2 separate regions of the Mus musculus genome follow, and region 2 is linked to region 1. The links are chromatin contacts, called in public promoter capture Hi-C maps. All regions are on one chromosome and are shown on one strand. Each heading gives the region's core, a stretch centred on a gene start, on an enhancer-like site or on the middle of the called end of the contact. The rest is flanking DNA. Distances are from core to core; before and after follow the strand shown. Region 1 holds the start of Elac2 (elaC ribonuclease Z 2). Region 2 holds the start of Myocd (myocardin).

Evidence for each region. Promoter capture Hi-C pulls out the DNA fragments that hold promoters and counts their contacts.
Region 2: a contact with region 1 is called in a promoter capture Hi-C map of hippocampal neurons, with 1.9 times the contacts expected there. The contact joins the promoter of Myocd here to the promoter of Elac2 in region 1. A contact is called at or near these places in 2 of 39 promoter capture datasets (the 3T3-L1 cell line and hippocampal neurons).

What each region holds. Positions count from the first base shown.
Region 1 is chr11:64,977,705-64,981,710 of GRCm38.p6, reverse strand. It overlaps Elac2 (elaC ribonuclease Z 2), which reads right to left and starts at 2,676. Exons shown (of 24, transcript NM_001362983.1): 1 at 2,380-2,676; 2 at 1,943-1,993; 3 at 1,734-1,804; 4 at 1,039-1,103; 5 at 37-94. The coding sequence starts at 2,600.
Region 2 is chr11:65,268,719-65,272,315 of GRCm38.p6, reverse strand. Myocd (myocardin) reads left to right here and starts at 2,327. Exons shown (of 13, transcript NM_146386.3): 1 at 2,327-2,672. The coding sequence starts at 2,618. Gm30586 (a long non-coding RNA gene) reads right to left here and starts at 2,391. Exons shown (of 3, transcript XR_001780238.2): 1 at 2,053-2,391.

The sequences.
Region 1 (4,006 bases), core at 1,427-3,926:
AAAACGTAAGACAGTAGGTCACAGTCAACAACATACCCAGTTCTATTCCTTTCAATGGACCAGAAAATATTTTGATTGCTTCTAGATATTTCTCCTAAAAAATAAGGAAGAAGTTATGTTTTAAACATAGGGCACAGTAATGTATTCAAGTAAGTACTATATGTACTCTAGGCAAACACAAAACTTAGCTAGTACTTTAAATTTCATCTAGACAGTTATTTGTTGTGCCCAGTGTCATTAGATGCCACCATTTAGCAACAGTAAGAGATATGAAGTTTTTGCTCTCATTAGAACAGAGATGGAGAGGAAGCCAACGATAACACAAACAACTCAGTAACAATCAGGTACTCTGAAAGAAATGAAAGACGGGGCAGACACCAACTTGTGTGGTACACCTCCAGGGGGAATGACTTTTGAAAGCAAGACAAGGGGCAGGGCTGGCCCTCGTGGCTCCAGCTCGATGACACAGGTAGAAGTATGAACAGCAGCCTGGGCTTGTGGGACTTAAAGACCACCCTGTGGATCACACACACACCACACAGGGAAAGCTTAGGGCGGGAAGCAGTGCCCTGCATGTACACCATGTTCTGGCTGCCACACAGGGGAGGACTGCTGAGAAGTAGGAACTGACAAGCAAGGCTAATTTGGTTCACAGAGAGTGAAAGCTCAAGGAGGAAGAAGAGAAGCTAGAGACAAAGTTAGATGTCTTAAGTTGAATAGGAAAGAAAGAACGCTGTAATTCATGAAGTCCTTCTTTGGTACCATAGTGAGTGATTTAGTCCCTCCCATGTACCACTTCACGCAATTCAACTTTAACAACCTATGGATCATTCTGGCCACTTTATAAATTAAGAAATTGGGGCTGAGAGGCAAAGTAGCTCACCCAGGACCACACAGTTAGTATTTACATACTATGAAAGGAGATGTGTTTAACTCCACTACCTGTTATCCTTGAGGGCAGAAGGTTAAGTTACAAAAATGAAGACTGCTACCATTTTTAAAGGAGGTGGTTTTAACGGGTGACCAGGAGACACTCACCAGCTGTGGTGGTCCAGACAGAACACATTTGGGAAGCCCGGTTTCCTTTAAAGTTAAAATCATTCCTTAAAAGAATGTAAAGAGAAAATAAATAAAAATCCAGCACTCTCAACTTAGCCTGCAGGCCCTGTCCGGTATGTGGTATGTGTGTGTGTGTGTGTGTGTGTGTGTGTGTGTGTGTGTGTGTGTGTGTGTGTGCATGGTGGTGGGGTGCTTCTGGCTATACTAGTTATTTACCTACGTGTCCCTGTTCTAGGGTATAAGCAACTATACAATACATAAAGAGAAAATAATGTTAGCATTGATCTAACCATGCATCAGAGCAGGGTCTGCTATGCAAGGGGGAGGAGGGCACAGTCCACTACCTCATTCTCTCCTCTGCCCATACTACTATGCTTTCAAAATCTGGCAGCCACACAGTCTGGATGACAGTATGTGTCTGAATCCAGCTGCAGAGTCTGATCAGCACCCACCACAGCACTCTGTTGTTAAATCTGTGGTCCAGGTGGAGGTTGTAACCATATCAAGGCCTACTTTTCCGAGTCTAGGTTTTCACACCCCCTACTCAAGCTGACTAAGCTAGTGTACCAGGAATTCTATCTCCCCTGGGCTAGGAAGATGAACAAATGAGCTGCAAGCCATGTTAAGCCCCCAGAAACTTCCCACCGGCCCCTGACCTCCAAACACATACTCACCACACAACCCCCCAACATTTGACCAATGCATCCGAGTCAGAAAGATGTTGTCCAAGCGAGCGACTTTCAGTCTAAGAAAAAAACATACATTTCAGCCAGATGAAACAAAGACGACCAGAGACCGTGTCTGCTGAGAAGTCTCATCTGCCTCTCACCTCAGCTTTCAAGCCCATAATCATCTCCACCCCAGAAGCCAGGAGTTGACTCACTTGTGTTCCTGCATAAGTCGTTGGACGCCTTCTCCGCAGTTAAAAAGGTACCTACAGGAGGAACATTACTGTACTTACAAGTATACTCTGTAAAATGCTTTACTGTAGATACAGCGACATAAATGACAGGGTTCTCATACTGCCTAGTAGGTTTTGAGCCCTCTTTGGTTAGTGACGGAAGAGTGTAGTTTGGTATAGATCAATGGGGAGTGATGTCTTTCCCCATCGACTTATGAAACCGGTCTAGCCCACACACTCACGGTGAGGCCCCCGCTTTGGGATGGTGATGGTGAGAGTCGGGGCACGGGAAGTTTTGCCCGGATACCTGAAAGCCATGCTGACTAAGGGAGGTAAGGGATATATACAGGATTGGACAGGAGGCCTCCCGAGCACGTGGCGCTGGGGCCAATCCCCCAGGGCTGTCGGCCCACTCTGACCTGTTGTATTCCGAGAAGACATAGAGAGCAGCCCCCGCGTCCCGGCCGCCCGCCGCCACCACCTGCAGGTACACGGTGTTCGGGCCCCCGGGACCCGGGCCGCGCTTCTCCCGCGTACGCAGGTGTCGCAGTGGGTCTTTGGATGGCCGCGGCCGACGAGCCGAACCCTGCGACATGGTGCGCAGGCCAAGGGGACGCAACAGTGAGCGGAGCGCCCACATGCACCCGACCACACCAGGCTGACAAGGCAGCCAGACCCCTCACGCCGCCACAAGCACCGCCCCTCCACCGCATGGCGGAACTGACCAATCAGCGCGCCGCCGCGCTAGCTGCCCGCCCATCCAAAGCTCCGCATCCAATCGTAACGAGCCTTGGAGCTCGGAGTCTGTCAATCAAGGTGGACGTAGAGTAAGCGAAAGCTAGAGCGTCGCCGGAGGCCCCGCCCCCCTCACCGGTTCCGGCTTTCCCTGTTGACGTTTTCCGGTTACTGTCACTTGGCGGAAGCGGGACTTCTGAGAGTGCAAGTACTCGAAAGGCATTACTGGGAAAGGACTGAGTCTTTTTCAGGTTCATCGTCTTCTGTCAGGAGCTCTGCCCTTCGACAAAAGTATTCCAAGTTTGCATTGTTCTTGCTTATGATGATGGTGACGATCTCATGGGAGATAGATCTGGCTAATTTGATTTCCACCATAAGAACACATTTCAGATGATATTCTTTGTTTTGGCGTGAGAATAGAGATGAAAAGACTAAGTAAACTTCGTAGTGTTGCGTCTTATTGCTGTTATGAGCCGGTCCTCTCTGCCTTGCATTCCTTACTTCAAGACGGAAATAGTTTAACAGTGCTTATCTTTGGGAGATATTTAGAATTAACATGGCTGTGGGGACCTCGAAAGTCGACTTAGGACACCCCAAGACCAAGTTCTCAGAACAAAGGAGATTTATTTTCCCCAGAGAGACAAAAGGCAGTGAATAAGAGACAAAGAAAGAAGATAGAGACTAGGACGAAGAGAAAAGGGTCAAGAGAGAGGAGAGAGGAGTATTTGCACCCGAAACACGAAGGGCTGCCTCTGGATAGGGAGGAGACCGACCCATAGGCAAATAACAGTTCATAAAGGTTAAAAAAAAAATCCGATGTTAGGATAAGTTGGTTTGTTTTGATTGTGTATATTAATTACATAAGCCAAAGGGGGCTTTTCAAGGGGCTGGACTTCAGTGCTTTGTTAGCTGGACCTTAGTGGTCAGCCTCAAGAGGAGAAAATGGTCAAATAAGGGAATAGACCTTGGTGTCTAGCTTTATGGATGTAATCTAATGATTTTTAGCAAGATGGAGGGTATGGCGGTGAAGCCAAGGCCTGCCAGAGTCGTATTTGGCATGCTTGGTTGGCTAAAGGCCCTTTGATGGTCGGTGCTTTGAGTGGCACTAAAGAGATACGCAGAATAAATAATAGAAATTTATGGAGAAGAAAATGTTGCCACCTGCAGGAAATGTATTTAAACAAGTATTCAGGGAGACTGTCAGATGTCTGAGGCTGGACTGTCAGGTGGCTCTGAGGCTGGAGCTGGACAATCAAGATAGTGAGTTGGAGGTGAACCTGGGGCTACATGAGACCCTTTCCCAACTTGGGT
Region 2 (3,597 bases), core at 1,078-3,577, 290 kb before region 1:
GATAATATGAAATTCTTGAAGAATTAGTTAAAATATTACTTTAAGGATTAATGAATAAACTCCTTTTGAGATGAAAACTAAAAAAAAAAAAAAAAAAAAAAAAAAAAAAAAAAAAAAAAAAAAAAAAAATCCTAGGGCAGGGAGACCTCATCTCACTAATCTCACTAAATAACAATAAAAGAAAGCCAGCAAAAGAGGGACTGTGGTCCTGTCCACAAGCACACACTCCAACCCCCTCCGTCCCTCTGGGTCAGAAAGACCCTTGGTTGGATCCTTCAGCTGATTTTATCACAACTCCCACTGAATAAAGAAAGCCCCACTAAGTTGCCGTGGGCATCTCCTCAGCCTTGCTGTCTTCAGTGTAAACATTCCTTTGGGTCTTTCCTTCTATTCTTTCTTTTTCATGTTTCACAGAGTTTCCTCCATGGGATAATTTTGTGATGTCCCTTATCCTGCTACCTCTTTTCTCTGGAGTCGCCCCTGCCCCATGCATCTCAACCCTGCTTAGGGCTGTTCTAGACATGCGGGCCTGACCCCTCCCAGTCCTTCCTCTGTTGTGTTTCTCTTCTTTGATGAGCTGGGACGAGAGAGACCTTCTCTATGTAACACACAATACAACATCTTCCCCTTCACTTCCAAGTTCAGGCATCTGCAATTATGTTACATTGCATAGCAAGTGGGAATAAGGATTCATCATCAGCTAGCCTGACAGAGTTTTTCCTTAAAGTAAGGTTAACTCAGAGAGAGATGCAGAAGGTGGGGAGGGAGGAGCTAGACTGATAAGATGTAATAAGAACTTGACCCACAATTTCTGTTTTGGGAGATGGAAGAACAGGCTGGAAGCCAAGGAACATGGGTGGCCTCTAGTAGTTGGAAAGGGAAAGGAAATGGAGTCTCTTCATGAGCTTCCAGAAGGGAACACAGTTCTGCCAACACCTTGATTTTTTTTTTTTAACTCAGTGAGACCAGTTTCTGACTCCCAGCCTTCAAACCTGCAAGGTAATGAATCGGGATTGATGTAAGCCATTAAAGCGGCTGTGATCTGTTCCCACAGGAACAGCCCAGTTCAGCACTGCTTGTGGAATGCACAACCACTGCCAGGCTACCACAGGAGGCAGCCTGTTGTAGGCTCGTACTGCCCAACCCTATTCACAAGAGGAAGTTGAGTAGCAGGGCTCCACCTCCTCTCTGATTTAGTGAGGAGGAGCATTACCTATCTCAGAAAACGAATTCCAAGATTCAAGTGCATTGGTGCAACCCAGAGAATGGGAAAAAGGAAGGTCTGGGCACCCTAGGGTGTCTTCAGCAACAGTTGATAGAGGCAGAAGACCCCGGATCAGGGCAGAGATTAGTCCCTAACAGATATTGTTACATTAGGCCTCCACCTGTCATTGTCATTCTCTTCAAGAATTCACAGCTTTGAGACAAAAGGGGAGATGTAAAGAATTGTATCTGGGAGCTCACGTGCATATAAAGTTGCAAATAGTGGCAAATTGTGTGTTGTATGTATGCAGTTCAATGTTTTTTTTCCAACTATCTAAATCTTTGTCTTAGAACATGTGTTGTACTTAATGATGCACGTGGGACCCTGTCACCCCAGGCACCCCAGAGACGCGCATCCTCAGCGCCTCTTTGGGTCCCTTTCCCACTATGAAAGGGACGTGAAAAACCTCTGCACTTTTCCGATCTGGCTTGCCCAGGCCACCGAATCCTACCCTGTTGAGTGCTCAATAGTACGCTCAACTTTTGCACCAATCGCACTCTGGGCTCAGTCCCCAGACACAAACTTTTTGTGAATCCAAAGAGAACATCCAACCACAGGGAAAGACTTTCTGCCACTTCTTCAGCCGCTCAGTAGCTGCTCCAGGCATCGGTCTCCTGAAGCACCACCGCTCGGATACAGAGGGGAAGCGGGTGCTCCCGGGAGTTGCAAGCCAACCCAGCTTCTTGGCCCAGGCTCCAGCGCGTTCTGGAGATGTACCTTCCAGAGCCCTGCAGTAAGCTGGGGACACCAGGGACATGCACACCTAGGACAAGCAGATACACTCCTACCGTCGCCAGGCGCCACCTGCACGCCGGGCGCCGCCTGCAGCCTTCGGGCATCCGATTTAGGGGTGCCAGTGCAGAGACTCCCGCCTGGGCAAGCAGCCTTGGCGCACTATTCTGCAAAGAGTTAAGAGCCGGCTGTTAAGACTCCTGGGGCCGCGTCTGGTCCCCAGGCCCCGCTCACCGCTCCTGATTGGCTGATCTCCTGTCAGTAGTAAAGAGGATCAGATAGCAAACTTGGGACCTTCATAAAGGCGTGGTGGCGGTACTCCGCGACCGCTGGCAGCCTATGACATCAGCCAGGAACGCCTAGGATGCGGCTGTTCCCGGCCACCCTCAGAGGAGGAGGGTCCTGCCTGCTGGGAGTTAATTAGCCTCGCGAGCGGCGAGGGGGGAGGCGCCAGTTTTCTGGGGACACTGGCGGCCACTGTGCGTCCTCCTACCCAAGGGAGCTCCCCAAGAGTTGGATGAATTCTGGGTTGTTAGCTGCTGTCCTCTGGGCTCCCGGGAGCCAGTTTCTGGTGGAAAGCGGGGCGCCTGGCCAACGACCAGCGGCTTGCTGAGACTCACCATGACACTCCTGGGGTCTGAACACTCTTTGCTGATTAGAAGGAAGTTCCGATCAGGTAGAGTAAGGCGTTCAGCACTCCTTAAACTTTTCATCTCTACCACTCAACTGCTTTACAATGAATGCTTCGGGCCTGAGGTGGCGGCCTTCCCTCTGTTTCCCCAAAATGAACACTGTGTTTGACTGAATGCCTTCAAATGTCTTCCCTTTGACCTGTGTTAAGTTTGAGTTTTGTTTACGAATAATCCAATGTTTTACTTTATTTTACTATATTTTCCTTTATCGGTAAATAGACATTTTTAAGGGGACGACCCAAAAGGAACTGTGTTGAAATGGGCAACTCCAGGATCTGAAGTTATAGAGTGGGCGCGTTATCAGTTACAACCGCTGAGACAATGTGCCTAGGACTGTGAGACGTCTAGGGGTCACTTAACATGTAGCTAATCCAAACAAATGTATTTCCCAAAAAAGTCACTTGGAGGAAGTAAAAATAGCGAATTTGGAGCACACCAAGAATTTTTAAATGACATCACCATGGGGGAAAAAAACCAGCGCCACAAATATTTTTTCCCAAACCATCTGATATTTATAAATGGACAATTTTCCCTAAAATTGTTGTGTTAGTGGCACACAGAGAAACTTCTGGAGGGACACTCAGGAGAGGTGAGTATAAGGAAAGGGTACGTGGGGGCCTACAGAAGACGCAGGATTGTGTTCCCTCGTTCGCATCCTGGAAGGGCTACCTAGCTTTGCCCATTCTTGCTTTTATAACAGTGGTAACAGGGCCATTCAATGATGGCAGGGCACCTTCTAAGAACGAACATTTTGGTGGATAGCTCTGGTGTGAGCCTTCCATGTAACAGGTGCTGGCTGATGCTGGTGCCACTCACTCTGTCAATTCCCTTGGTCCTTCTGAAGGAGCTACTCAACTGTTTGTCTTGAAATGAGTGGCTCAGAAATTGTGCACAGTGGGTGATGGGCCA